2 separate regions of the Sus scrofa genome follow, and region 2 is linked to region 1. A link is a contact called in public HiChIP or PLAC-seq data. All regions are on one chromosome and are shown on one strand. Each heading gives the region's core, a stretch centred on a gene start, on an enhancer-like site or on the middle of the called end of the contact. The rest is flanking DNA. Distances are from core to core; before and after follow the strand shown.

Evidence for each region. HiChIP or PLAC-seq counts read pairs in DNA pulled down with a chosen protein or histone mark.
Region 2: an H3K27ac HiChIP or PLAC-seq map of alveolar macrophages shows a contact between it and region 1. The contact joins the enhancer-like site here to the promoter of B4GALT5 in region 1. A contact is called at or near these places in 1 of 5 promoter capture datasets (liver), 4 of 47 Hi-C or Micro-C datasets (alveolar macrophages, heart right ventricle, liver and 1 more) and 2 of 2 datasets of contacts at active chromatin or transcription factors (alveolar macrophages and skeletal muscle).

The regions. Positions count from the first base shown.
Region 1 is chr17:51,332,854-51,337,203 of Sscrofa11.1, forward strand. It overlaps B4GALT5 (beta-1,4-galactosyltransferase 5), which reads right to left and starts at 1,713. Exons shown (of 9, transcript XR_002340099.1): 1 at 1,014-1,713.
Region 2 is chr17:51,365,208-51,369,774 of Sscrofa11.1, forward strand. No RefSeq gene overlaps it. Among named protein-coding and RNA genes, the nearest start is that of B4GALT5, 33 kb to the left of the region's middle. Within about 2 kb of position 2,359, at least 36 of the 83 cell types and tissues checked have an H3K27ac peak or open chromatin away from gene starts, as enhancers often do. A contact at or near this core is called in alveolar macrophages, liver and skeletal muscle, where this site is marked.

The DNA of each region.
Region 1 (4,350 bases), core at 463-2,962:
ACCCTGCCCCAGACCTGGCACCAAAGAATACTTAAAGGCCACCTTCTACCCTCAAGACTAGGAGAGAGCATAAGCGAAAAAAAGGGAAAAGAGGAAGAACCCAGACAGCACCCCTTCCCCAAGTCTGCAATCAGGAAGAACCTGGCTGAGGACCTGAGCGGGGGAGGGGGGAGCAGTGAGGATTCAGGAACGATAGAGGTAAGGGAGATGACAAGGGTGTGCCCTTGGGGGTAGGCGGGGCGAGGGGAGGTAGACGGAGAGGAGTAGTGGGGCACTCAGGGGTTAGCAGACTGAAGGGGGGGACCTCCTCGGGGGGTAGGCCGGGGAATGCCACCCTAAAAGGAAAGCGATCTGTCCATCAGGAGGAGGAGGACCTGGAGGTGGATGTAACAAGCGAAAGTGGAGGGAAAAAAGGGTAGGGAAGGAGAGCAGGAAACGGGAGAGTCACCAGGGAGGAGAGAGGAGAAGGATGGATGGGAACGGGGAAGGTGGGACGCCTCGAGACCCGGGCACAGGGGCTCCGCGAGGAGAGGCAGGCGGGCCGCGGAGGTTCGGGGTCCGCGGAATGCCGGGAACCCGGGCTGAAGGAGACCCCGGGGAGGGGGAGCGGCAGCTCAGGAGCCGAAGAGCGGAAAGTGAGGGTTCTAGGAGGCCAAAGCGAGAATGAGGGCGTCCTGGCACGACGAGGGTGTGTGTGAAGACACAGTCGGGTTCGCGCCCGGATGGGGTTAAAGGAGGGCAGGAGGTGGGTGGGAGGATGTTGTGGGGAGGAGGGTTCCAGAGCCCGTCGGGGTGCAGAGAGCGGGAATGTTCTGGGGTCCCCCGAGGTCCAGGCGTAGGGTCTCCCAAGGGTCGGGCGGGGGTCCCGGTAATCTTCTGAGGGCCAGGCTTGAGGTCGCCTTCCAGCCGGGGGTCTTCCGAGAGCTGGGGTCTCCTTGGGGCGGGGCGGGGGTTTCCAGGGTCCCCTCGAGGCCAGAGCGACACCCCCCCGGGGTCCCAGGCCCCCTTCCTACCTATGCCGGGAGCCACATAGACGAAGTAGAGCAGCGAGGACGAGAGCGAAAAGAAGAAGAGAGCGGCGAGCAGCGAGCGGCGCGGCAGCCGCAGCAGCCCCCGGCGGACGCGCATGCTGCAGCCGGGCGGCCGCTCAAGGGCCGGGCCGGGCCTGCTCCCGCCGCTCCCCGTCCGCCGCCTCCTGGGCCGCCGCCGCCGCCTCCTGGGCCTCGGCCACCACCTCCCGGGCCTCGCCGGCCGCCGCTCTCCGCCGCCTCGCCGCTCCTCGCCGCCGGCCGCCGCGGGCCCGGCCACATGAAGCGGGCGGGGGCCTGAGCGGCCCCGAGCGAGCGCAGCGGCGGGGGCGGGGCAGGGCGGGCCTCGGGGGCGGGGAGGGGGCGGGGCCAGTGCCGCAGGGCACCGTCGCAAAAGATCAGCGCGCGCGCTCACCGCCCGACCCCCTCTTTGGCCCCGGCGGCGGCGCGGTGGCCCGCCGGGAACGTCGCCAAAAGGCGACAGCCCCTCTCCTGGCGCGGCCACCGCCCTGGCTTTCGGGGAGCGTCGCTCAAGTGCCTGTCGGCTCCGCGCTTGGGCGCCCCCAACCTGGGAGCCAAGGGATCGTCTGCAATGCCTGACGCGGCTGGTCACCCACTGCGACAGAAAAGCAGGGATTGTAGGAATATGGGCTCGGGTATACACCTTCATTCATTCATTCATTCATTCATTCATTCAAATCAGCATCTATTGAAAGCAGACATATGCCAGACACCATTATTGGCGCTGGGGATGCTTAGAGACAAAACAGACAAAATCCTTGTCTTCTTGAACTTAACACTCAAATGGGAGGAGAAAAAGAAACAAATCAATTCATAATACCAGGTTCTGATAAGTGATGAACACAATAAAACAGGGGAATATGTTGGAGGAATAATGTGGTCAGGGAAGGCCTCACTGATGGGTGACAGACAGGAGAAGAAACGTAAAAGGGTGAACAGTAGATGCAAAGCCTCTGAGGTTAAAAAGACTGATCTGACCCCAGGTAGACTCAAAGCAAGCATAGATAAAATCCAGTAGGGCAGGGAGAATGGCAGGGATGAGGCTGTAGATATGGGCAGATTCCACATACCAAAGAATCACAAGCAGCAGTGTTGATAAGTTATTAATGTGAAGACCTGCCCTTAAGATACACTGGGCTTTACTTACCACATTAATCACCCCAACAACCCGAAGATGTGCGCTCTTATTCCTATTGTACAAATGAGGAAACTGAGGCTCTGTGATGGAGAAGCAATTCACCTAATCCTTGCAGTAACGGCTTAAGTAAAAAAATGACCTGGAAGTTCCCATTGTGGCTCAGCGGTAATGAGCCGGACTGATATCCATGAGGATGTGGGTTCAATCTCTGGCCTTGCTCAGTGGGTTAAGGATCTGACATTGCCATGAGCTGTTGTATAGGTCACAGACTCAGCTCGGATCTGCCATTGCTGTGGCTGTGGTGTAGGCTGGCACTGCTGCTCTGATTCGATTTCTATCCAGAGAACTTCCATATGCCGTGGGTACAGCCCTAAAAAGCAAACAAACAAACAAACAAAAAACCCTATCTTGGAGTTTCTGCTGCGGCGAAACGGGGTTGGCAGCATCTCTGGAGCCCTGGGATGCAGGTTTGATCCCCCAGCTGGCACAGGCAGAGCGGGCTAAGGATCCAGCATTGCCACAGCTGCAGCATAGGTTGCAACTGTGGCTCAGATCTGAACCCACGCCCGGCAACTCCATAAGCCAAGCAGCGGCCAAAAAAGAAAAAGAAGAAAAGAATGTACCTGTCTCCCAAAGCACTCTTGACCACCAGGTTGTAAGTGCCTTGACTATTCCTCTAGCTCCTAATTCCCATCCTGAATACAAACTGGTATCCTACTCCAGAGGACAGTGTGGAACCATATCCAAAATAATGCTTTAGGATCAGCTCCAAGCCAGAAGACCTCTGAAGGCAGTTAGCAATAACTGAAGACTCATGGTGAGGGGCAGCAGAGGCTGCTCCACCTTCAAGAGGCTGCCAGCTGACTTGGGGGAGGCAAGTGTCCCCTTGGAATGCCCAAACAGGAGAAGAAAGGACTTTGCAGGGATTCTGTGAGGACCAATTATAATTCTGCTTTGTATTCCTAAAGTGATTTATACTTTTTAACAGTGTCTTTTTTGACTCTTTAAATGAGGGCTCTGGAGCCAGTGTCCTAGTTTCTTGAACCCTATCTCTTCCATTCTTTGCTGAGTGACCTTAAGCAAGTTACTTAACCACTCTGTTTCTCAGTAAAATGGCAGATATTATTAGCAACAACTGCATCAGGTTGTTGTGAGGATGTGAGTAATACATGCATACAGGCTCTCAGCTGACCAGTTCCGCTGAGAAATGGGATGGGAGAAAACAGGCTTAAACAACAGAAAAGCAAACAATTTCGACTAGGACAGATGTGAGTTCAAGTCTTAGATCAGTCTCAACTGGCTGTGTGACCTCGGGCAAGTCACTTAACTCTCTGAGCTTCTATTCATTACTTGTGAAAGGGGCCCAATGTTACTTGCCCCGCAGGGATATGATACAGAGTAAGTGAGATAGCAGAGGTGAGGCCCTAGACCAGAAATCTCAAACTAGCTGGAGTAATGTGACTTGCAGCTACTTTCATTTGGACAATACAAAGCACCCCCCAACCTGTCTTTAAAAAACATCTTCAGGGAGTTCCCATTGCGGCACAGCAGAAACTAATCTGATTAGTCCATGAAGATGTGGGTTCAATCCCTGGCCTCACTCAGTGAGAGGGTCAGGGATCTGGTGTCGCCGTGAGCGGTGACGTAGGTCACAGACTCAGCTTGGATCTGGCGTTGCTGTGGCTGTAGTGTAGGCCAGCAGCTGTAGTTCTGATTAAACCCCTAGCCTCAGAACTTCCATATGCTGTGGGCGCAGCCCTAAAAAAAAATAAATAAATAATATTTTCAAACATAACAGAAAAGTCCAGAGACTAGTATAAGCAGCACCTGTACACTCTCCGCCTGGATTGTTATTATTCCAGATTTAAAAAATTTTTTAATTTCTTATACAAATTTTTTCTTTTCATGGCCACACCTGCGGTATATGGAAGTTCCCAGACTAGGGGTCAAAGCGGAGATACAGCTGCCGGCCTACACCACAGCCACAGCAGCAGGGGATCTGAGCTGCATCTGAGGCCTACACCGCACCTTGTAGCAACACAAGATCCTTAACCCACAAAGCGAGGCCAGTGATCGAACTCACATCGAAGTCACATCCTCACAGACATAGTGTCAGGTTCTTAAAACCTGCTGAGCCACAACAGGAACTCCTCTAACACATTT
Region 2 (4,567 bases), core at 1,109-3,608, 33 kb after region 1:
CAAAAAACATGTAGCTTTGGAAAACAAAGCCACTTTCATTGCGCTGCAGGGACTATCCATGGGAAAACCCTGGCAACCGCTGGCAGCCAGTTGGCTCCTCCCAGTGGGTCACAGAGATTCTGGCACCACTGCCACTCTCCCCACCACCCCTCACACAGAACAATAGAGCTCTCTCTGTTCCCCAACCTTCTCCATACCCCGCACTTAACTCTGTTTTATTGGACTGGGGAGAGCCTTTATGTTGTGGGCAGCTTTGTATGTTCTATGGCAATTAAAAACGTTTCCTTGGCCTCCACTCTCTGTAGAGCATGTGGCACATTAATACCCTGAACTGGAGCTTTTCAGCCCCAACACTGCTGACATTTTGGACCAGATAATTCTCTGCAGTGGAGGCACTACTGTGCTCTATAGGGTGTTTAGCAGCTTCCCTGGCCTCTATCCACTAGATACCAGCAACACCCCCTTTCATCAACCCCTCTCCCCAGTTATGACAACCCAAAATATCTCTACACAGCTACCCATCCTGTGAGCTATAGGAACAAAATCATCCCTGGCTGGGAACCATGCTTAACTCATATTACAAACCACTGAGGTTGGTAATACCATCACCACTTAACAGCGAGGAAACCAGGGCTTATGGATGTAGGATGACTTGCCTGGATGGTAAAGGGCAAAATCAGGGATTAGAATTCGTCTCTAAACCTGGTGATTCTCTAATTTCTTTTTTAAGGGCTGCGGCACGTGGCCATTCCCAGGCCAGCCGACGCCACAGCCACACAGCAAGGTCAGATTCAAGCTGCATCTGCGACCTACACCACAGCTCATGGCAACACTGGATCCTTAACCCACTGAGCAGGGCCAAGGATCAAACCCACGTCCTTGTAGAAATTCATTGGGCTCATTATCACTGAGCCACAACAGGAACTCCCCAAATTCTTCAATTGATAAAATTCTTGTTAGCAGAGGCCCCAGCCTCATCCCAGATCCCACTGCATCTGGACCTGCAGGGAAGGGCGAGCAAGTCTGTATTTCCCATAGAAGGGCTTTCCAGAATCAGCAATTTCCAGACACCAGTCCATCTCCACATTTCACGGCCCACATCCTCTGTCCTTAGACTTTTCTCCTCACGTGCCCCTCCAATGTTTAGAGATTACTTTGCTTATTGAATAAAATGTGCTTTTAACATAATTCGTACATATGCAAATGGCACTAGCAAATCAAGTTGATAAATTGTCACTAATAGTCACCTATGAAAAGAACAAAGAAGTCTTCAAACAGAGGATTAAGCCAACAGGATTTATCTAAGAACTGTTACTCTAACTCCTGCTGGATGTTGGCCTCTTTAGCTGGTTATTTTTAAGACCCACAGCAAACAATGGAATGTAAGAACTCTTCTTATTTTAAAAGAACTGAGGCACAAAGATTAAGTGACTTGCCCAAAATCACATGGAAAGTGAGAAGAGGAGTTCCTGTTGTGCCTCAGTGGAAACCAGTCTGACTAATACCCATGAGGATGCAGGTTCAGTCCCTGGCCTCGCTCAGTGGGTTAAGAATCTGGCGTTGCCATGAGCTGTGGTGTAGGTCGCAGACGTGGCTCAGATCAGGTGTGGCTGTGGCTGTGGTGTAGGCCAGCAGCCAGCAGCTACAGCTCCAATTTAACCCCTAGCCTGGGAACCCCATATGCCGCACGTGTGGCCTTAAAAAAAAAAAAAAAAAAGGAAAGAAAGAAAGTGAGAAGAATTTTATTACCCATTGAATCCATCACTGGCAAAGAAGTGAAAATGAAAGACATTAATGTGATTTGCTTGGACCATGTAAGGGGTGTGTGTGTGTGTGTGTGTGAGAGAGAGAGAGAAGATAAACAGGTATACGTGCACATCACTTGGACACAGAAACACCGCGGATGGGGAGAGGTCCCAGCTTCCCCTTAGACACATGGCAATTCAATCCCCACCTACCCCACACTGACGTTCTGTAAGCAAGAAGGGAGGGGCAAGACAGTTACTAGACAGGCAACCACCAGTTTCTGCCACAAACCCCCTCATGTTATGGATGGGAAAGGCCCTACAACAAGCCATTTGGCAGGACTGGATCCTGCACCCATGATCTGGGCCAGCAGACTCCACCCGGCCTGTTAGGACTGGGAGCTGATTGTCTATTGGAGGCTGTTTCCTGAGCAACAGCACTCAGCTGCTGGCCACGGTCACCCAGGAACCCCCTGTCCTTCACCAACCCGGTCCATAAGAAGTCTGATCAGCACCCCCTGCTTGGAGAACACGGGGTAACCTTCTGGTCACTAGGGGACTCTGTCCACAAAAAACCATGTGAGTCATTCTACAAGGCTGGGGCCCAATCCAGAAAGAAATAAAACCTTGGCTCAAGGCCCAGACTTTCAGGGAAACCAGCTGGCCTGCTGGGGTCAGGCAGTTGCGGGGGAGAGGTCACCTTGAATTGAGGCCTTTGGATGGAACTGTTTTCTTATTTAATCATTCATTCATCAACTATTTATAGTTATGACATTTATTCCTTTATTCAATAAATATTTATTAGGAGAAGCAAGGTAACTCTCAGTTTTAACCATATACTTTTGAATTGTTTGCATTTGTTATTACAAAGAACATATGCTGCTTTTGTTTGTTAAGCTTGGGTTTTAGTTAATTTTTAATAATGAGTGATACCTAAGTACACGCTCGTTGTGACCTCCATGATGTGAGCTAACTTACACCATGACGCATAGATGGTATTTTTCCAACATTTTTTGTGCATTTCCATATAGACCCATAGAATATTATAGAATAATTTTGTGTGTACGTGAATATACGACACCATGAATTAGTTTGTAATTTTTTTGCCTTTTTAGGGCTGCACTTGCAGCATATGGAGGTTCCCAGGCTAGGGGTTGAATCGGAGCTGTAGCTGCCAGCCTATGTCACAGCCACAGCAACTCGGGATCCGAGCCACATCTGCGACCGACACCACAACTGACTGCAATACCAGATCCTTAACCCACTGAGAGAGGCCAGGGATCAAACCCATATCTTCATGGATACTAGTTGGGTTCACTAACCACTGAGCCACGACGGGAACTCCCTAGTTTGTAATTTTTTTAAAGGAATGAAAGTTGAGAGTTCCCACTGTGGCTCAGCAGGTTATGAACCCAAGTATAGCCATGAGGATGCGGGTTCGATTCCTGGACTCGTTCAGTGCGTTAAGGACCTGGCATTGCCATGAGCTGTGGTATAGGTCGCAGACACAGCTCAGATCCTAGGTTGCTGTTGCTATGCCTGTGGTGTAGGCCGGCAGATGCAGCTCCGATTTGATAGCTAGCCTGGGAACTTCCATATGCCACAGGTGCGGCTCTAAAAAACGCAAAAAAAAAGGAATGAAAATTGAAAATTGAATTTATTGAGGCGCTATTATGTGCTAGGGATGGCTAGGGCTAGAGATACTGAAGTAAACAAAGTACAACTGCTCCTTGACTCCTGTGGGGGATACAACTGAACAAAGAGATCATTATAATATAATCTAATAAATGTAATGAAAATGGAGAAAAAAGAGTACGGAGTTCCCATCGTGGTGTAGTGGAAACAAATCCGACTAGGAACCAAGAGGTTTCGGGTTCAATCCCTGGCCTTGCTCAGTGGGTTAAGGATCTGGCGTTGCTGGGAGCTGTGGTGTAGGTCACAGATGCAGCTCGGATCCGGCGTTGCTGTGGCCGTGGTGTAGGCTGGCAGCTGTAGCTCCGATTGGACCCTTAGCCTGGGAACCTCTGTATGCCGCAGGTGTGGCCCTAAAAAGACATACCAAAAGAAAAAAGAGTAAATGAGTGTCCCAAAGGGTATCCACCCCAGCTCAGGGTGTGCATGGGGTCAGGGAGTATTGGTCAGGTGGACGCGTGTTGGAAGAGAAAGAATATCTACCAAACTATGAAATAAAGTGGGAGAAGGTGACTTACTATGGTTTAGGAAACTGAGATGCAAAACTGCCTTCAGGCATGACTCGAGGGTCTCGAATAATATCAAAAATATATCTCTTTGCACTGTAAATCAACTATAATAGAAAAAATAAAAAACTTTAAAACATTTTTTAAATTAAAAAAAATGAAAACCTTTTGCCAGGGAAAAAAAAAATATATGTGTGTGTGTGTGTGTGTGTGTGTGTGTGTATACATCTATGTCTCTTCTGTCATCTCTGTCTTCATCTCTCTCTTTATCCCTCTCTATCTTCCAGCTCTGCTTTTCTCTGTTTTGGATTTTCTTTTACACAGGCTTTCTGCTCATGGTGGCAAAATGGCCAGCAGGAACACCAAGCTTGCTTTATTCTTGTAACTAGTAACCCCAGAGGGAAGGGAGATCACCTGTCCCAATAATTCCAACAAAACTCCCAGGAATGAGTCGCATTGGCCTCAGTGGAAAGACATGCCATCCAGGAACCAATCACCGTGGCCGGGGGAATGGGATATGCTTGTTGGCCAGGCTCCTTCATGGAGCCAGGGGCCCCTATCTGAACCCCATGGATAAGAGTTGGGAGGGAGTGGTTCCCCAAAGGAAAACTGAGATGCCGTTTT